Linked DNA regions of Gossypium hirsutum: all the other regions are linked to region 3. The links are chromatin contacts, called in public Hi-C maps. All regions are on one chromosome and are shown on one strand. The core of a region is the stretch at or near the end of the contact, and the rest is flanking DNA. Distances in the headings are between cores, read along the strand shown.

The links. A called contact is a pair of places that touch in the nucleus more often than the background predicts.
Region 1: a Hi-C map of leaf shows a contact between it and region 3, with 1.7 times the contacts expected there. The contact joins two enhancer-like sites. A contact is called at or near these places in 3 of 34 Hi-C or Micro-C datasets (all in leaf).
Region 2: a Hi-C map of leaf shows a contact between it and region 3, with 3 times the contacts expected there. The contact joins two enhancer-like sites. A contact is called at or near these places in 7 of 34 Hi-C or Micro-C datasets (hypocotyl, leaf and petal).

Annotation. Positions count from the first base shown.
Region 1 is chrA11:92,273,646-92,278,156 of Gossypium_hirsutum_v2.1, forward strand. No RefSeq gene overlaps it. Among protein-coding and RNA genes, the nearest start is that of LOC107891163, 16 kb to the right of the region's middle. Within about 2 kb of position 1,471, at least 9 of the 9 cell types and tissues checked have an H3K27ac peak or open chromatin away from gene starts, as enhancers often do. A contact at or near this core is called in leaf, where this site is marked.
Region 2 is chrA11:91,303,265-91,307,887 of Gossypium_hirsutum_v2.1, forward strand. It overlaps the pseudogene LOC107956917. Among protein-coding and RNA genes, the nearest start is that of LOC121210750, 160 kb to the right of the region's middle. Within about 2 kb of position 2,152, at least 7 of the 9 cell types and tissues checked have an H3K27ac peak or open chromatin away from gene starts, as enhancers often do. A contact at or near this core is called in leaf, where this site is marked.
Region 3 is chrA11:91,761,210-91,765,345 of Gossypium_hirsutum_v2.1, forward strand. It overlaps the pseudogene LOC107904879. Among protein-coding and RNA genes, the nearest start is that of LOC121209957, 38 kb to the right of the region's middle. Within about 2 kb of position 2,737, at least 9 of the 9 cell types and tissues checked have an H3K27ac peak or open chromatin away from gene starts, as enhancers often do. A contact at or near this core is called in leaf, where this site is marked.

The DNA of each region.
Region 1 (4,511 bases), core at 221-2,720, 510 kb after region 3:
ATTAGTTTTGGGTCAATACTGTTACCAGCGAATACTCCTTGCACCCAATCACAAACTGAATTTGCTAAAATATCCCACTGACTCTAGAAAAAATATGCATGAAATCCGTCGCTTCCCGGAGCTTTTGGGGGATCCATGTTGAAGAAGGTTTTCTTAATTTCTTCATTTGAAATGGACTTTTCCAAAAACTCAATGTCCTGGGTCTTGAGACAAGGAAAAATGTTAGATGGTAGATCCTTCATGGGTTCTGGTCTTTCGCCATTAAATGTCTCGAAAAAACCAATTGCCCCATTTTTAAGGATATTTTAATCTGAACACCACTCACCATTATCCATGCGTAAGGCCATGATATGGTTAAATTTCCTTCTGTAGATCATTCGACTATGAAAAAATTTGGTGTTATGATCCCCAAACTAGAGCCAGTCATACCTAGCTTTTTGCCTCCAAAGAAGCTTATCATGGTTCAACAAATTTTCCAACTCATCTCGCTCATCAATCTCTAATTGAATTAACCGAGAAGAGGTAGAATGATCTAGGGCCTTTTTGATAGTAGAGAGTGATCTTATAAGATGTCTTTTATGAAAGCCTATAAAACCATAAACAGACCTGTCCATTCTTTAACATGTGAAGTAAAACTAGATAGAGAACTATCTGTATTACCCAAGAACTGCCACTTATCTTTCACAAAGGACGAAAAATTTACATGCTTCGTCCATCCTACTAAGAACCTAAAAGGTCTCCCTGTGGCCAAGCTAATATCTAGATTGGTCCTTAGAAGAATGGGCCTATGATCAGACTTAATCCTCAAAAAATGGGAAACAATGCATTGTGGAAAAGTTGAAATCCATGAATCATTAGCCAATGCACAATCTAATCTCTCAAATGTGCCAACTTTTTGCCAAGTAAAGGATGGACCGATGAATCTCAAATCCTCCAAATTACAAGAATCTACAAAATTTCCAAAAAGATTACATCTTTTCCCTATGACATAAATACTTTTTTTTATCTTCAAGTGATAAGATAACATTAAAGTCACCCATAATTAAACATAGTAAAGAATCATGAGGTAAAGCAAATTTCAAATCTTCCCAAAGTGCTTTTCTTTTCCTAGGATATTAAAATGGGATTTAGATAAACATTACCAGACACGCATAGAAAAATAAACTATGGGTGATTTTGGATAATTCAAATCTTAACAGATTCCTTCTAACCCACCCAAATTCCTCCTAAAAACCCAATAGCTTCAATATGATGAGAATTAAAAAACCCAATTTTTCAATGATAAAATTAGCCTTTTTTACCACTTACTCTTGGCAATTCCACAAAAAATGGTCAGATTTAAATCCATATAAATTAATATAGACAAATAATAAATAAAAATAAAAATAAAACCTCCAGAGCCTTACTGTTTAGGGAATTCTCCCTTGTCTTGTTGCCTGCCTAATCTTTAAATTTGGGCCACCTAAGCCCAAAGCTTCCACAGCTTGAGAAGAAATTGCTTCGTCCAAATGTGCCATTGATTCCCGTAACAAAACCTTGGAATTTCCCACAGTTCTGAATCTGCTACCCTTTTAAAGATTAATTTTGTTCTGGGGTTTTGAAAGACGCGAACCTCCATGCTTCGCCCCTAAAAATTTCCCAGCAACTTCATCTTTCGCTTTCCCCGAATTCACATCGGAATTCCTTTCCCTTTGGTTTTCGACGAGTGCTTCATGAGGTTATTTAAAGGTGACCGCCAAATGCCTTCGGAAGTCGAGACCATCACCTGTTTTGGAATCTGTGATGTCAACAACTCTCTCCAATGATGACCTCGCCTGTGCCATATTTACCGATTTATTTCCATCACCAGCAAAGTGCGAGTGAGAGCCTGAACCAGCATTCCCACCATCCACGTCTCTGCCCTAATTTCCAGTAGCAACTAGGTTTGTGAAAAGCTGACCGGATTCTTCCATAACCCGATCGGATTCAACCATTGTTTTGTTTTCACTCGGCCCACAATTTGACCCGTTTCCTTAGCCTGATATGCTATCTTCCAGCATGTTGCTTCCCTTTAAGCCTTTGAATCCCCCATTAAAATTTTGTCTTGGGTGACTTACCAAATTCCTAGGTGACAGGGGCCCATTATCTACCCCACTGGCATTATTAGAAGACTTTGAATGGCTTGCCACATTTTTAAGACCCAAGATTAGTTGGGCCTCTATTTTGACTACTAAAGTGGCCCACCTTATGCATATTAGACCCATCACCTTGGATTCCTTCATTTGTTGTTTCTTTCCCCTTTCTATGCCGTATATTCCCAATTTCCTTATTCGTCCCAGAATCAATGCCAACGTTACCTTCATTTTCTGCCAATGCCCTAAAATAGAAACCTTCATTATTCTTTTTTGAAATTCTAGGCCCTGATTGTGTTGAATCCCTTGATTTCCTATGAGATCTTTTCTCTACCAACATCCACAGGCCGGAACCATCACTTTTCTCCCCCGTTTCATCATCAACCATATTCATAGCCTCTGGTGAAGATTCCGACGAAGGCATCGTTCTCCCAGAAGTGGGTTCAAGGACCCTAAAGGGACAAACTTCTTTTACATGCCCATACCGTCCATAGTGAAAACAGACCGTTGGTAAGAATTCATACTTGACCCTCTGTATTTTTCCATTGATTAAGACTTGGGACACCAACGGTTTATCCAAGTTGACATACACAGCCATACGAGCGAAACATCCTCTAATCCTATTGTCTGTGTTCATATCTAGTTTGGCAACCTTGCTGATTAAACTCCCTATTTATGTCAGAATTTTTCGCTTATAAAAGTATCCTGGCAAGCCCGGTAGTCTTATCCACGACATTACGACACTGGGAAATTTATGTGCTGGATTAAAAGACATCGACCAAGGTTGAACTGTCAGGTATTGCCCAAAAATGATCCAGGGTCCTTCCGAGAGCAATTTTTTTTTGAAATTTGGCCAAGAAGTAACCATTCTCAATATCCATCAACTGGAACGGTGACGATGAGTTCCATAAACTATAGATTTTATTCTGAAGCACCGAAAAACCAATGTTATGCCCCAAAAGCTTCAGAACCACAATGTTTTCCATATCCCGAATAAGAATCTGGTGAATCCTATCAGAGAATTCGATTGAGGGAGTGCCATTAATTACTGACTTCTAAATATCTCCTCCTAGTAACTCAAATTCCTCCTCCTCCTCTAAACCTTTACCCCCATTATTGGATGAAATTCCAACAAGTTTGTCCTTCCAATAAATAACTGGCTCGTTAGTTAGATCCACCAACACTTCTCTGTTCACACTTTCCTCATTATACTTAATCTAAGCTTTCTTAAGGATTAAATCTTCTATCGAACCACCTTCAGATCCAACATTATCACAGAGAGAAAACATACAAGAATCTAAGTATTTAGATAAATATGTATTTTAGGTCACATATTTAAAACAATGGCAAATAAATAATATATGTATTTGACATATCACTATTTTATATATATTTAATTAATGTAAATTCACTATTATTTATGACAATAAATATTATGAACAAAAATCTTTTAATTATTAACCGATATTACAACTACACAAAATCCTTACCAAAACCGTTGATAACTTTATGATAATATATTAAACAACAAGGAACACTGAAAAAATGTAATAGTTTTTTTGAAAAATATTGGTAATACATACTTTTTATTTCTATGAAAAAGTAATACGTATTTTTAATCATAAAAAATAGTACATACTATTTAAACATTAAATAAATTTCAATATTCAAAAAATTAAATTATTTAAAATACTAATTTTTTTTCAATTTTGTTTAATTTTGAATATTCAAAAAAATATAAAATTATTTTAAAATTATTAAAATTTAAATTTAAATATTTAATTTTTTATATCCTACACTACTATCTTTCTTATTTATAGTCAATGTTTAGTTTTTTATGTTTAAATTAATATTAAAGGTAAAAATTAATGACAAATATTTTGTTAAATAAGATTAATATATAACTTAATATAAATAATGCATTCTTAACTTATAAAATTATTTATCTTTTAAATTTTCAATAAATTTAAATTTTGTACTAAATTTTTAACAAATAAATATAATTAAACTAAATTAATATTGTAACGGCCCACACCCGTCTCAATGTCCAATATGAATGGAAGGTGCCACCGTAAAAACAAAATCTTGAAAATACTAAAGATTTAAATTTTTTGAGTTAATCAAATAAATTCATATTCAATAAAATTATTTTAGAGATTTAAAAAATTAAAATCTTGAAAATACTAAAGATTTAAATTTTTTGAGTTAATCAAATAAATTCATATTCAATAAAATCATTTTAGAGATTTAAAAAATTAATTTTAAAAAAATTTATGAATGATTGGAGGTGTCTAGGATCGAAAATGGGCTTCAACGAGCCCAAAACACTTAAAATAGTATAGAGACATTGCCCACATGCTCAAATACCTAGGCCTAGGTATTGGTACCCAAGTGCTTGGT
Region 2 (4,623 bases), core at 902-3,401, 460 kb before region 3:
CAAAATTATCCAAAATGAAAAAATATTAATTATTATGGATTATTTGACATGAAATGGATTCGAATGTGATTTAATGTGATGAAAATAATTTCTTGGACTAAATTAGAAAAATTAAATAGGATAGGGACTAAAGTGTAATTTTTCTATTTTATCATGAAAAGAGACAAAATATAATTTTCTTTACTCATAGAGTTATAATAAATATTTATAATGAATGATGAACTTGATTTGATTTAAGTATCAAATTTTGAGAAAAAATCACTAAAAAATCAAAAGAAAAATTTTACTATAAAAAGATAATTTGATCAATTCTTAAGATTTTTACGATGAAAATATCATTCAAATATGATATTTGATATTATTTTGAATTGTTAGAAATTCGTATTATTGAAATGAGCTTCAAATTGAATAGTGGGTATGGGCCTTGAGCCCATTTATTGATATTTTTAAATGGTTAAATGCTCATCAGCCCTTCATTTTTTTTTCTTTCTTTCTCAGGCAGCCAACAACCCTCTTGGTTATTCCTCTTCTTCCTCTTCTTTTCCTTTTCATTTTCCCCATTTTTCTTTTAAATTTTCCATTACCAGCCTTAAGATTTTTTTAGAATCTTCGTTTAAAGAACCTCTTAAGCTCTATTCCCCCATCCATTTAATCATTCTCAACCTAGAATTTATAGAGTTTTGACAAGTGAAATTGAAACTAGAGTGAGAAAGCTGAGTAGGTGTGAGAAAAGGGTTGTTTAAAGTAAGGTTAGTAGAACATGGAACAACAAGCAAACCGAAATTAACATCTGAATAAAAGAAAAAAAAATACAAGTTTGAACTATAAAAACACATCTAAAAGAAAAAATAGAATAGTAGTAAGCTCCTACGAAGACATCATCTTTGAGCCACTAAAGCACCAACTAAAGCTTCTTTAGAAAGCCAAGAAACATGCCAAAAAATATCAATGGAAAGAAGACACCATCTTTGAGCCACCAAGCACCAACTAAAGTTGCCTTAGAAAGCCAAGAAACATGCCAAGAAAAATCAATGGAAAGAAACACCAAGAACACTGGGGGAACACAGACCAACAAACACCAAAAAAAAATAATGTAAAAAGGCTCCTTAAAGGTGCCAAAATCAAATGCACAAACTTCTAACCAGCAAAGAAAACACTTCGCAACCTCGAAAAGATTGATCAATACCAACTATCGCGGCCCCATCCATTGTATCAATTGCCGCGAGAAAACCTGAAATGATAAACCATAAACTCCCTCAAAACATACAAATCCAAGGCACTTTCTCCCTAATCCCCATTGAACCCTCCATTCAAGAAAAACTATTTCATTTTTCAATCCCATGGCCACAACAATTCTCATACAAATTATACAAATAAAAAACACAAAAGCTACATGGAAAAAAAAAAAAACAGCCCAAGCTCCAAATACAAGAGAAATCAAGCGTAAAATTTCACAGATGTCTTTGTCATCCCTCTCAATGATCCGCATTAACACAAAAATCACCTCCTCATCTGACCAACAAGCTATGAAACCAAAAGGTTTATCAAGCTCCAAAGTCTATTCCGCTTCAGCTCTCACTACTTTCCTTCGAACATTTTCGATGCCTTCGTCCAACAGCGATTCCTCGGCATCAATCTATGATCGCATCACTTCCACTTATTGTTTTCCATTTCAACACTCGATGTTCTTCCTCAATTCGTAATTATCCTATCCTTCTTCGCAGATCGCTTCAACACTTTTCATCTAAACTCTCAAGAATTTTGATAACCTGTCGAGTTCTCTCAGACCTGCTCAGAGATAAGACCCATTCAAAGCAACACAACACCAAGGATCATTACCCTACTCTGAGACATTAAACATCAATAATTCGCACACCTGCATATCTTGCTACAAATCCTTTTGATTCTTGTTCACCTATATCCTTTTGAATGTGGTATTCTTGTTCTCCAATGCATCCATTAAGCGTACTAGCTTGAATCCAACTTCTGTAACAAAACTCCAACAAATCTTAACTCTGCACAGGTCTTCAACATGTCGGTTTATAGCTCACTTCAGATCTAAAGAGGGAGAATTGTTATACTAGCTTGAACAAGTTTGGCTGACTTAGGCTAAAGCCCAAAGAAACATGTGGCTCATAAGGCCCAAGCTTTATTAAGCATTAGCTAGCAACTAAAGAACATGCCACATAAAGAGAAAAGTAGCTTTCGGCTTCCAACATACCCTATCAAAAAGGACCCTGACACTGCCCAAGCCACAAGGAACAAAATGGCCATATTCCAGACACATCAACATGCAAGGGGTAAACCAAAGCTTAGGTATAATACCGAGTATCTTCTTCCTCTCTTCATCTTCTTCACTTTATTCCGTGACTCTGTAAACATATCTCCTTACTTTCCTCCAGTATGATACACACATGCTGATTTAAGCATTGGGGAGCATCTTAGTGCCAAAATTTTGAGAGCCCCTGGCTTACATATACTTTATAGGAAGCCTAGTTATCAACCTGAGAATCTAGCCTTCAGCCCAATTCTTTACCCAAAAAGACGTAAAAAAGAAAGATCATTTTCTATTTATATTGAAAGACTGGTTGTAGTAAAATAAAAATGTATAAAGATAATATTATTTTTCATTTTTCCCCCTTCAAACTATTGCTATTATTATAAAATTTCTTCAACAAAGAGACCACAACATGAGATTGAGGAGGAACTTCAAATGAACTTTAAGTTTGATGGATACCATGTTATAAAGATAGTAACATGAAGTAGTTCAATTAAGCTTTACATTTTTTTGTGAAAACCATGTTTTATTTCTATAAATAAGTTCCCCTTGAGGGCTTCTTGAAAATAAATATTTTATTCACCCTCAGTATGGGCATGATGGTGGTGGTGAGATGCAGTATTTTCTTATTCACCCTCAGTATGGGCATTATGGTGGTGGTGAGATGCAGTATTTTCCCAGATATGGAACAAATTGTGAGCAAAATCAGTCTCTCTGGTGAGGATGATAGAGCGGTGGCCAGCATTTGGGATGTTGTGAAGCTCCACATCAGGGAATTTGGTCTTGATGTTGTGCCTAAAATCTGGTGGACTGGTTTTGTCCCTGCTGCCTACAATAACATGCACTCTTTTCTTTAATTTCATCAATGTTTCCAGGTTTTTATCCATTTCTTTTACTCCTCTGTATAGCACGTTATGTGTAGTATGCCACCCTGAATGATGGATATGCTTTGTCAAGTCCATAACCAGAAAGTTCACATCCCTGAATACTCACCAAATAAGACATCCGTTGTAATACGAAAAAATAATACCAATATCATATGATTGTTAAAACATTTTTTAAGATTATTTATTCTTTTTTTAATATATTAAAATCATTTTTGAAAATATTTTATTTAATATAAGATTAAAATTATAAAATAAAGAATTTCAAAAATCAAGATTTATAATTAAGAAAAAAATGAATATATTTTGTAATTAATTTTTACTAATACATTAAATAATTTTATAATATAAATTCAATTGTTAATTTTCATCCATCGATTATTATTGTTTAATGAAAGACATGGTTAAAATTGATTTTGACTACCTTGATGAGGTGAGGCGTTTAATAAGTGCTTCCCAAAACCTATGATTTCGGCACACTAATAAGCAGACACATCGACTCAAGTGTTCATACCACACCATGATCGACCAAATAAACGCCGTCGGCGGCCACAATCTTTTAGGTGTTAGCCATTTCATTGCCCTCATTTCTACTCCTTCCTTTGATGGAAAGTATGGCTGAAACCATTCAATTTTAATATTAAAAGAAAGGCATTGATAAATTTAAAAAAATTTTGAAACAATATATATACTTACAGGGGCAACAAGGGTGATAGATTTGAGGGAGCTAATCCAATAATACAGCCCATCGAGTGAGCAACCACATGAAATGAATTTAACTTATATTCAGAGATTAATGATTTCTCAATCCATTCCACGTGCTCTTTTAATGTGTATAAACTGTCTCTTGGCTTTGGACTTTTTCCATGTCCCAAAATATCTACTGCATACATCTGGTACTCTTTTATCTTCTTTGATTCTGACAGCTTTGGAAAAAGTGTTTTTGTCCAAAACGATGAAGAACTTAGTATCCCATGTATGAATATCACGTTTTCAGTTCGATTTGGATTTCCAATGGCTGTCAAAATTAAGACAAAAGTAGTTGTTAATTTTTAAAATTGTTGATGGGAGATTGTTTTCTTCGGCAGAAATCTTGAAAATGTAGCTTTATGGGATATTGACTCATCCCTTAATAATAGAAGATATTGTCTTTCATGATTTGTCAAGAGTTAGTGGACTATGAGCAACTGTCCTTCATAGACCCAAGAGTGCTTCAATCACACATGACTGTACGACCTATTAACCTATTTCCATAGGTTAGGAGTTTAAACCCCACCAAGGATAAGATGCTCACGTTACTTATTAGTGGGTGACTGTATGTTTACGTACGGTCGAGGTGTCCCCTTTGTGAACTGTATATGTCTCTCCGTATGTGGAGAAGAAAGGATGAAATCCTCTCTCGGGGGACAATACCTTCTATTATTGAGGGGTTAAGTCGACATATTTAAAAATAATATGTTA
Region 3 (4,136 bases), core at 1,487-3,986:
TCGCTTCATCGATGAGCTCGAATCCACGCACCGTCAAGTTTTGCATTTACAAAAAAGGGTTAATGCCATGGTGCTCCATTTCCTAGAAAGCTTACTCTAACGAAACAGTCATGGAAATGCATGCGAAGCAAGGCTGCAGTGATGGATTTATCACGGCTTAAACGTCGTCGGACAGCTGCTCGAACTATGGATTCGGCATTTGGACAACTTCTTCTGTAAAAACCAACCCTAAGGTTTGCCAAGGCAAGCGGAAGAATCAAAAGGAATAGAACAAATGTAACCTTCAATCTCATCATTTCTTTCTCTCGGTTTTTTCTTGAAGCTCTTTGGGGTATGAACAACACATTCCAGAATATGAATATATAGTTGGAGATTTTGTAGGCATGTGATTGGCCTCATAGAATGTATAGAAGTTGAAACGTGCAAAGGTCAATGTTTCCAGTATCCAACACGGTTTGAGAAGCAATCATATACATACGCAGTTGTGTGTTCTATTTTATTATTTGATGCATCACGGTTTATAATTTTATTAGTTCTTTCACTTACATGTAAATTTCTAATTAAGCATACTGTTTTACTAAATAAATCCTTATTATATTCCAAAAAACCATAGTTAAATTATGATAAATTAGCATCATATGTAACACAAAGAAGGGATTGGGATTGGGAAATTGTGTTTAATCAATAATTGACAAGTCAAATTACATAATTTGTAATCATTGGGAGACACGCAGTCACCAAGTCCAAAAATATAAATTAATATGTGAAATATTCATGACAAAGAAATTTAATCCACCAACGAATGTCAAGGAATCTGATTATATATAAAACAGATTTTATTTTTTTTTCCTTTTTTCTTTTTCTTTTATTTGAAAAAAACAAAACTACTTTTGTTTATAATTTTCTGGAATGAACAGGCTTGCACGTTTCAAGACTATTCAATGCATCCACCATAAAATAAAATAAAAGTAGGCTAAATAATTAATGCTTAGTTGCACAACAAGGAAGGATAAATTTGGATAAAATGTTTTATTTATTTTAATGTTACTTTTATCATAAAATATTCCATGTATAAATATGTTGAGTTATCCATTAAGATAATTTTTTTATTCGATCAACAACTTTTTTTAAATTTGTTTAATGTCTTAGAATTTATATCTAAATTGTTTCCATTAACACTATTAATAAAATATAATATATTTTTTTAATTTAAACATTATACTAATAATATTTTATTTTATTTACTGAAAAAGAAAGGTGAAAGTACAAACAAATTACTAAGAAATTGAAATAAAAAAAATGACCGATTAATAAATTGACCATGTTTTTTGGAGAAAAAAATTGTGATTGATTTTTATTATTTTAAAATTTATTGAATTATACTTATCTTTTATATTAAATATATTTTAATAATTTTATGTATTTAAATTTTTAATATAATAAAATATTTTAAAAAGATGAAAATTTTATATGTTCAAAAAATTAAAATGTCATTTTACCATTTATAGCTTTTGATAGAAAAAATAATTGTTATGGTATATTAAAATGAACTTATAATTGTAAAAATAATAAGCAACTTTTCAGAATGGACTTATCGGAGAACCAAGGAAGCGATGAAGGCGAACCAGCGAATCGATCAACAAAGAAAGTTCGAATGCGAGATATCGATGAAAATTGGGAAGTCGATATGGAAGCAACAATAGAAAATGGGAAAACTCTTTCATGGAAAGATCGATTGATGGGCTAAGGGCTCCATCCGATTGGGGACCCATCGAACGCGGAAGGACCAGAATAGGAGGATGACTTAAAGTTATCAAAGGACGATGTGGAGCGATCGACAATCAATGGCATTCCCTCAATAAAATTTTCTGATCGAATCAATCAAATCCTCATTAAGCACATGGAACTTACAGTTGTAATCAAATTGTTGGGGAGGAATATAGGATATACTGCTTTGCAGAATAAGGTCTATTCACTTTGGAAACCCTCTCAGCCATTCCGCCTAATGGATGTAGAGAATGGTTATTTTCTGGCAAAATTCAAAAATCCAGACGACTATGAGAGAGTTCTAAGCCAAGGGCCTTAGTAGTCTTTGGACAGTACTTAACAGTACAACCGTGGACTATGGAATTTAATCCTGCTCAACCGTACCCTAATATAGTTATGGCCTGGATTCGTCTTCCTGGGTTACCTGGGCACATGTACAAGCGAAAAATCTTGCGGGAAATCGGAGAAACAATAGGAAAAGTAGAAAAATTAGATTTTAACACCGATAATGGAGTAAGAGGGAGATTTGCGAGAATGGCAGTATTTGTTAACCTAGGAAAGGCCTTGATTTCACAGGCACTTATTAATGGAGTTACACAACGATTAGAATACGAGCACCTTCCGATGGTTTGCTTCCAGTGTGGGCACTATGGTTACACAAAAGAAATTTGCCCTAAAGAAGAGATGGGATTGGAAGGAATAGGTGAGGATATCCCAGAAGATCAGACGAGACAAAGACATCCATTGGAGGAAAACAAAGCAGAAAACTCAAATAGAGAATTATATGGTCCATGGATGCTTGTTGAAAGGAAGGCAAAGAAAACTAGAAGAACAGGATGGAAACATGAGGGCGACGGCGCAACCAAAACAGCAAGAAACTCTAGATTCCAGGTTCTGGAAAATATAGATGATAGTGGGCTCCCTAAAGCTCGCGGCGAGGAAACCAGAATGGACTATGAACAAGGTAATACTGACCCTCTAAAGCCGGGCTCAGAAAAAGATGTTGGCTCATTTCAATCTGACCACTTTACACACCCTAATGATGGGCGAAAATCAGGAATACAAACTGCAGACCCTTCTTGGCCCAGCAACAAAACAGAAGTGCGAATAGACAAAACTATTTTAGCACAAAGGCCTTTGATTTATGTCAAAGCAGCAAACATAAGCAGCCCACCACAAAGCCTTGGCCACCACCAAACTTCCATAATACTGACAGAGCATGATGGGATTAAAAAGGCCAAGCCAGCACTGGTAATAAATCTACTTGGCACTCCAAAGAATCTGCTACTGGGTCTCATGAAAGACAGATCAATAATACCAGACCAGGCCTAATAGAAGATGCAACTAGGGCTTTAAACAAGGAGCAAATAGACCTAACCAGCAAAGAAGTTAATAGCAAAGAAGTGAATTTCTTACGTAGCTTAAACTTGCTGGAAAAATCAAGACAGGAACTACCACCCAACATTAATACATCTTTCAATCTTGCTTCTACAGACCTCCAAAATAACTTTAGCATTTTAACTCCTGAAAAGGATGTTGGGGGGCTATCGAAGAAAGCTCTGCCCAGTTAAATTCGCAAACTTTTCAAGAAATTATGAAGCTACCAACAGCAAGTATTCTAGACGCTGATAAGCATTCAATAGTTCTCTTCCAAGAAAATAATCAACCCACAACCAAAGGAAATACCCAGAACATCAAAACCAAAACAGGAGCCAATTAAGCAGTGGAATCAACAGTACGCGACAATGCAAAAACAGGGAATCCCCACAAAGGAAGAAACCTCAAAGTCAACAAAAAAAAAGGTAACCCCTTTAAAGTCTCCCCTTCAAAAATTTCAATCCCTGAATCTATCAGTAATATGGTTGAATTGTTGCAAACCCAAGTCCAGCAAGGGCTGGTAAATGAAATTCCTAGTGGAACATTAGGAAAAATAGGAGACAATGCAGAGAATAGGCAGTAATTAAGTAACCCGATATACGCATTTATTTAATTTTAATGAACTCTAGAATCTTGATTTTTTCCTAGAATTGTCAAGGGTGTGCGAATGAGAAATTTTCTCGTACTTTTAAAGAGTATAATAGGGAACACAAGTCGGACATTATTAGCTTATTAGAACCGAGAGTAAGTGGCCGCAAAGCTGACGAAGTAATTGTAAAATTAGGATTACAGTATTCACATAGAGTGGAAGCTAGAGGTTTTTCAAGGGGAATTTGTATTGGATGGAAATCCTCTGTCAAACTTGAAATTCTCTAAAATCACCCCCAATTCATACATACACAAATATCTTATGGCTCCCCTACCCAAATAATCCTCATTGCTTTTGTTTAAGGAAGTCCTAATAAAACAAAGAGGAGCTTTCTATGGGACAC